Regions from separate parts of the Mus musculus genome. Here region 2 is linked to region 1. A link is a contact called in public HiChIP or PLAC-seq data. All regions are on one chromosome and are shown on one strand. Each heading gives the region's core, a stretch centred on a gene start, on an enhancer-like site or on the middle of the called end of the contact. The rest is flanking DNA. Distances are from core to core; before and after follow the strand shown.

The links. HiChIP or PLAC-seq counts read pairs in DNA pulled down with a chosen protein or histone mark.
Region 2: an H3K27ac HiChIP or PLAC-seq map of extraembryonic endoderm stem cells shows a contact between it and region 1, with 5 times the contacts expected there. The contact joins the enhancer-like site here to the promoter of Patj in region 1. A contact is called at or near these places in 9 of 39 promoter capture datasets (the 3T3-L1 cell line, 3T3-L1-derived adipocytes, cranial neural crest and 6 more), 1 of 15 datasets of contacts at CTCF or cohesin (the NIH/3T3 cell line), 2 of 484 Hi-C or Micro-C datasets (brown adipocytes and extraembryonic endoderm stem cells), 18 of 115 datasets of contacts at active chromatin or transcription factors (the NIH/3T3 cell line, astrocytes, cardiomyocytes and 11 more) and 2 of 9 other capture datasets (embryonic stem cells and pancreatic islet).

The regions. Positions count from the first base shown.
Region 1 is chr4:98,394,351-98,397,500 of GRCm38.p6, reverse strand. Patj (PATJ, crumbs cell polarity complex component) reads right to left here and starts at 1,675. Exons shown (of 44, transcript NM_172696.2): 1 at 1,577-1,675.
Region 2 is chr4:98,692,173-98,695,322 of GRCm38.p6, reverse strand. All of the region lies in intron 42 of Patj (PATJ, crumbs cell polarity complex component), which reads right to left. Among named protein-coding and RNA genes, the nearest start is that of Gm35137, 5.4 kb to the left of the region's middle. Within about 2 kb of position 1,647, at least 21 of the 459 cell types and tissues checked have an H3K27ac peak or open chromatin away from gene starts, as enhancers often do. A contact at or near this core is called in extraembryonic endoderm stem cells and trophoblast stem cells, where this site is marked.

The DNA.
Region 1 (3,150 bases), core at 426-2,925:
AACTTTAACAAAGCAAGCAAGTTCAGGCTGCTTGGGTGTTTGACCTACGAATAATTATTAAGCCCCCTGTAAGAACTGGGAAACACTGGACTGTCTCAAAAATTCAAGGTTTTAAAAGTGAATTCAACATAAGAAAACACAGACACTTTTATCTTTAAAACTACAAAGTGGAAGAAAAGAGTCATGTGGTTTGTTTACTTTTTCTCATCAGTGAAATGGGTTTCTGGTTGCTGCTAGATCCTTTTTTCTTCCTTTAATTCTTTGACCATGTCAGAGAGATATACAATATATTTTGGTCATTTCCACGTGCACACACATACACCCTGTTCCCCCTCTCTCATCCCCCTCCTTTTCCCACCTTCACCTAAGTTCACCTCCAGTTTTCCTGTCAACTGCTTTGCTATATTCCTTTTTCGAAAATTCCCTTGTTTTCCCTACAATGAATTTATGTTAGCTCCATACAAGCTCAATGGCTGCGGGTAGAACCAAGGGACGGGACACATCTAGTCAGTATGTGTGTGGTGCTAGATTAGATCCCCCTCCCCACCAGCCAATAATAATCAGTAAGTAGAGTTCATGAAGATGAAGTTCAATTCGAGTGACAACTTCATACAACTCAATTTTAAATCAAATCATTATTCTGATGACAAGTCCACTATATGCCACCAATAATAGCATCTAAATTAGGATGAATCCTTCCACATCCGCATTTATTAACGTTCAAAGTATCTTAAAATTTCATTAAACCTTATAAAGGCCGTTAGAGCCCTAAAATAGCAGGTCACAACTTCACCTCCCATTTTCTAACTCTGCAAAATAAATAGATTCCAGTTTTTATCCCACCTCTCCCTACCTCTCCCTAGAAATAAATGGTGGATTGGAAGCCAGGGGAAGGCTCGCAGACCTGGAATGTGGTCTAGCTGTCTCAAAGGAACTGAGATTATGCTAGATACCCGTAAGCTTCTTCATTGAAGACACAATCGTCGGACACGACGATGAGACCACAGGTTAGATGCAGGTTAAAGACAATCTAGAGAAATCAGGCCCAGCAAGGTGGGGCCTCTGGACCGCCGAGACAAACAAGTTCAAGAGGAATTCGAAGCAGAAGTGGAAAGAGTCCACAGGAGGCAAAGTACAAGGGAACAACAGTCCAGGGAAGATTCCAAGGAGGGGTGGGGCATTCGAAAGGTGGGAAAGATGTGCGTTCCAGAACTTGATTCCCAGCAGGAATCCATTAACTTTCCCAAAGACTTAAGAGCCACCTCCCCAGCTCAGCAGAGAGAGGCCGGAGGGACGCGAGGCCCACTCGAGGCCAGGTCGGTTCCTCTGCTCCCTCCCCTCCCTCCCACCGACCGCGGGGAGGCTCCGCCCCGCTGCGGGAGGCCGCGGGCCGCTAGATCCGCGAGCACGCGCGATCGCTGCGCTCGCAGGCCGGCCAGCCGGGCCTGGAAGTCCGCGCCTGGCTGGCTGGGTGGGTAGCAGGCCGCCGCTAGGCCTGCGAGCTGCCCAGGGCACTGCCCGTGGGCTCGGGACGCGGCTCCCGCGCGATCCCTGCTCGGTGCGCCGCGAGCGTTACCTGATCGGGCGACGGCGGGGTGGGAGCCCCGGGGCTGCGGGCACGGACGGCCTCCTCACCTGGCGGAAGTACAGCTGCTGCCCTCACCTGGACGGAAGTGCGGCCGCCTCCTCACCTGGGCCGCTCTCCACCTCGCCGGAGGCTGGGCGGGGCGGGGCGAACGGGGCTCGAGCCCCCGGGCGTCTGCGCGCCTGTGAAGGGTCCGGGGGACGAGTGGGGCGACCAGCCCTGGAGAGGAGGCCGGAGGCCTTTGCGTCCAGGTACAGAGTTGTGGGCCACCAGCGCTGACCCAAAACCGAGACCCCAAACAAACGACAAGTCCACTTAGCCCCTAGCCCGAGGCCCCTCTGATCCAGCCTTCTTGTGTCCCTTTTGTTTGCCAGATTTGCTGACTCAATGTAAAAGATCGTAAATGTCAATCTGTGTCCCAGTCATCCTAAGGGTAATTATGAGTGTCTTTCTTATTTAGAATTTTGATGATAAGCATTTACATTATTTAATATAGGCTACTCAAAGGCTAAAGAGAATCAATCATCAGATATCTTACTGAATAAATGTGCTATTAGGCACTGTGATTGACAGGGATGAGAGATAAAATGGTATCCTCAAAAGATGAATATAATACAAGCAACAGCAACACTAGGGCATTTGCTGGTTATGCGTTTGATACTTCATGGCTGTGTGATAATTTCAGGGAAATAACATTTGTTAGGCCTTGTAAGAAGGTATGTAATTTCCCCGCTAATGTAAGGAATAAAGAGAAGATATGCATTTTCATCTGTCCTGTTCAACATACTATTGGAAACTTATGCCAAAGCAAACAGCGGTCATGGCTGGGTGGTGGTGCACACCTCTAATCCCTATATGCTCTGGGGTTTCAAGTAGTATTGTGAATCCCTGTCTCAAAAAAAAAAAAAAAAAAAAAAAAAAAAAACACACTAAGAATAGAAATAAAGGGCACACTAATAGAAAAGAAGCAAGTAAAATGGCATTTGTGGATGTCAGTATTAAAGGTAGAAAATCAATGATGACTGGACAAGATGACTCAGTGGGTAAAGGAAGGTGCTGCCCAAGTCTGTTCGCCTGTGTTCAAGTTCTATCCCAGGAAGCCATATAGTGAAAAAACCACACCTACTACAGCAAGTTGTTCTTTGAGCTCCATATTCCCCCAGCACCCCCCCCCATGCCCTCTCACACACACAAATGTAAAAAAATAAATAAAACAAAAAAACCACATACAAGAGAGTTGCTGTGAGTTCAAAATCAGCCTAAGGTACAGAGTGAATTCAGGCCAGCCTGGACTACTGAAGTAGATATCAGGACGTACCTTGTCTCAAAAATAAATACACAGTACATGAATAAAATTTTAAAATCGGTAGCTTTTCATAACAAACAATGGGGCTTGGTAAAAAATGAAATCAAGAAAGTAACCCCATTCATAATAAAAAAACAAATAAAGAAAACATAACGCTGGTATCTTAGCTTTCTTGCCCGTGAGTGCTGGCTAGTCTTATGGGAGCTTGGCACAAGCTAGAGTCATCTCAAGGGAGGGAACCTCTCTCGAGAAAATGCCT
Region 2 (3,150 bases), core at 398-2,897, 300 kb before region 1:
GCAGAGCTTTACCACCATCTGACGTCTAGGGCACATCCTACACCAAGTAACCCAGAATCTAAGGGAAGCTCTGGCAAATAGAGACCTGACTGGGCCGCCAAGGCTGCGAATTCTCAAGCCGGCTGACATGGTGGTGGCTCATGTCTATATTCCAAGCACTTAGGAAATTGAGGCAGGAGAATTGCTGTGGGTTCAAGACCAGTCTGCAATATCTGATAAATTTTAGGATAGCCAGAACTACATAGTAAAATGTTTTCTTAGCTCCTTCCAAAAACAACAACAAAAACCCCAAACCAAAATGAACCCAAAACAAACAAAAAAGACCCACCAAAATCCAATCAACCAACAATAACAACAACAACAAAAAACAAAAAGAAAAAAAAAACACCACCACAACAAGAAACCCCTCTTTTTTTCCTCCCATGTATGTTTCCTAGTTTTGAAAGCCAATACTGGGCTGCACATGGTGGCACAGGCCGAACAGGCCTTTAATCTCAGCATTTAGGAGGCAGAGGCAGGAGGACCTCAGAGTCAGAGGCCAGCCTGGTCTATATAGTGAGTTACAATACAGCCAGGACTTCATTGAGAGAACCTGTTTCCCCAACTCCTCTCCACAAAAAGTAAAAATTGGGGCTGGTTAGGCAGCTCAGTGAATGAAGGTTGCCACCAACTCTGACCACCTGAGTTCAATCCCTGGGACTGACTATTAATGACTGCTCTAAGCTGTCCTCTGACCACCACGCATGCACGCATAGACGGACCAAATAGATGGCTAAGTAAGAATCGCCAGTCAGCACTTTAAAGTCTGCTCCTCCATCCTTCCTTCTCTCTGACAAATTCTTTAGCAATTTCTCTCAGTATTTGTTTCCATATTCCTAAATAGCATAATTTTACTTCTATTTGTTGTTTAGCTAAATTAATTAATTGGGTTTTGAAACCAGGTGGACAGACTATGCAGCCTGGGTTGGCCTGGAGCTCTACAGTCCAGGCTGGTTTGTGATCAGTCTCCTAAGCAAGCTGCTACTCCTCGCTGATAAACTTTTAAATGACCTAGTCTTATCCGTGGGTGGCCAACAAAAGCTGTAACTCAGCTGATCTTTCCACGGAAGCATCCTGGCCACCCACGTCTCGGACGTGGTGTTTGGCTGTATCTGTTTAATCTGTGAGAGAAGGGAAGGCTCAAGCTGCTGCTGCTGAAAGCAGGGACTTAACAAGGGCCCGTGGATGTGCAGAGGAACTGTGGCAAGCTTGTCATGACGTCTTCATTTTCCAGCGTCTCCTCTGCTACCTTCAACTTTGGGTCAGATTCCTGTTTAACTCTGTACAGTAGACATGTTAATCATTTAAGGATGTTCCTCTGGCAACCTCCCCCTTCAAGGCTGAAGGCACCAGAGAAGAATAGCAAAGGTATTTTTTTCAAGATTTGCAGGAGACATAATCAACACACCCCTGACAATCCCCTGCTCCAGAACGGCACCTCCAAGTCTCCAGTCAATGCTCTAAGCCTGATGTCATCTTGACAAACGCCACGTTGCCCTCCTGATTTCTTTCTGTGTCATTCTCTCCTTGGAGTCCATAGAGATAAGCATCCTGTGCAGCAGATCAGAACTGCCCCTGGCAGGCAGGGGCGATTGCCTCATCCTGATAAGACTCTGTATGACCAGTGCTCGGACAATGATCAACCAGACGGACCTGGCCTGACTGTGGCTGTGAGCTATAGTCCCCTCCATGGGGGGTGGGGTGGGGGAGGGTGAGAGTAGGGGTGATCTGAGGACATCCTTTCCTTCTGTCTTTCCAGAGCAGCCAGACTGAAAACAAGTTTTTCCCTATTGGTCACTTATCTCATTCTCTACACATGAGGCAAGTGGTCGCCCATGGTTCTGTAGGAATCCCCTGCACTAGGTTTCCTTAGCTTATGTTAGAGGTTGAGGGTAGCCTGGGCTACACAGCAGGAACTTGTCCCCAAACAACAACAACAACTGAAAACAAAAACAAAACAAAACAAAAACAAAACAAAACAAACAAAAAAACCTCCTAAAGGTCAATGACTTAATTTTTGCCTAAATGCTACTCTTACTAAGCCTGCTACTTCCTGTATGTTAATGTTTCCTTGATTATGGTGTAAATTTATTTCCCAGAGTATATAGCTAGTACTTTTTTTGTTTGTTTGTTTTGTTTTTCGAGACAGGGTTTCTCTGTATAGCCCTGGCTGTCCTGGAACTCACTTTGTAGACCAGGCCGGCCTCGAACTCAGAAATCCGCCTGCCTCTGCCTCCCGAGTGCTGGGATTAAAGGTGTGTGCCACCACGCCCAGCTTTTTTTTAATGTTTTTATTAGATCAGCTTTACAATTTTTAGTTCACCGCAAACTTCCAGGGCAGTTAGGCATATTAGATACTCACTCACCACCTCATTTCCTCTGTTTCATTTTATTACTATTGTTTACATTAGCGTGTGTAAGTCAGGGGACAACTTTCAAGTGTCAGTACTCTCCTTCTACTAAGGGATCTGGGCTGGAACGTGTGTTGTCAGGTTTGCATGGCAAGTACTCTATCCACTGAGCAACCCTCCCTGTTTTCTCCTTCTTAGTTCAGAGCCGGTTTTCTCAATGTGCCCTTCCCCCTGCTCCACTTGATGGGCTTTGTGCCCACTGCCCAGGATTTTCACATTGTCCAGCGCGACAGCATCTTAAGTAATTCTCTCAGAAAACTGATTTCAAAAAAAGGCCAGTGGCACTCAAATGCCTTGCTCTTTATAGCACTTTTTAGCAAGTGCTTTTCTCTTAAAAATGTAAAGCCTAGGTGGGCACTACTCTTTTATTATTTAATATGTGCACTGATGAATAGGTTTTTAAATTTCTTTAATCCCCCTCCCCAACTCTCCCCCTCTCTCAAGTGTTTCTGTTTACAACTTCTACTGTTTAGACATTAGATTTCTTGGTTTAACCTCTTGGTCCCCTTGCTCTCTTCACTCACAGGGCGAGGAGTACTCTTCAGGTGAGCCAATGTCCCGCTCCTTCTCTACGCTCTCTTAATAACCCTTCTACCACTGCAGCCTCTTCTTTTAGTTCAACAAGCTCTGGAGGGCGCCCTGAAGAACTACTTCATAAAGAGACTCTTAATCATTATCTCTTTGACTTAAAGATTTTCTT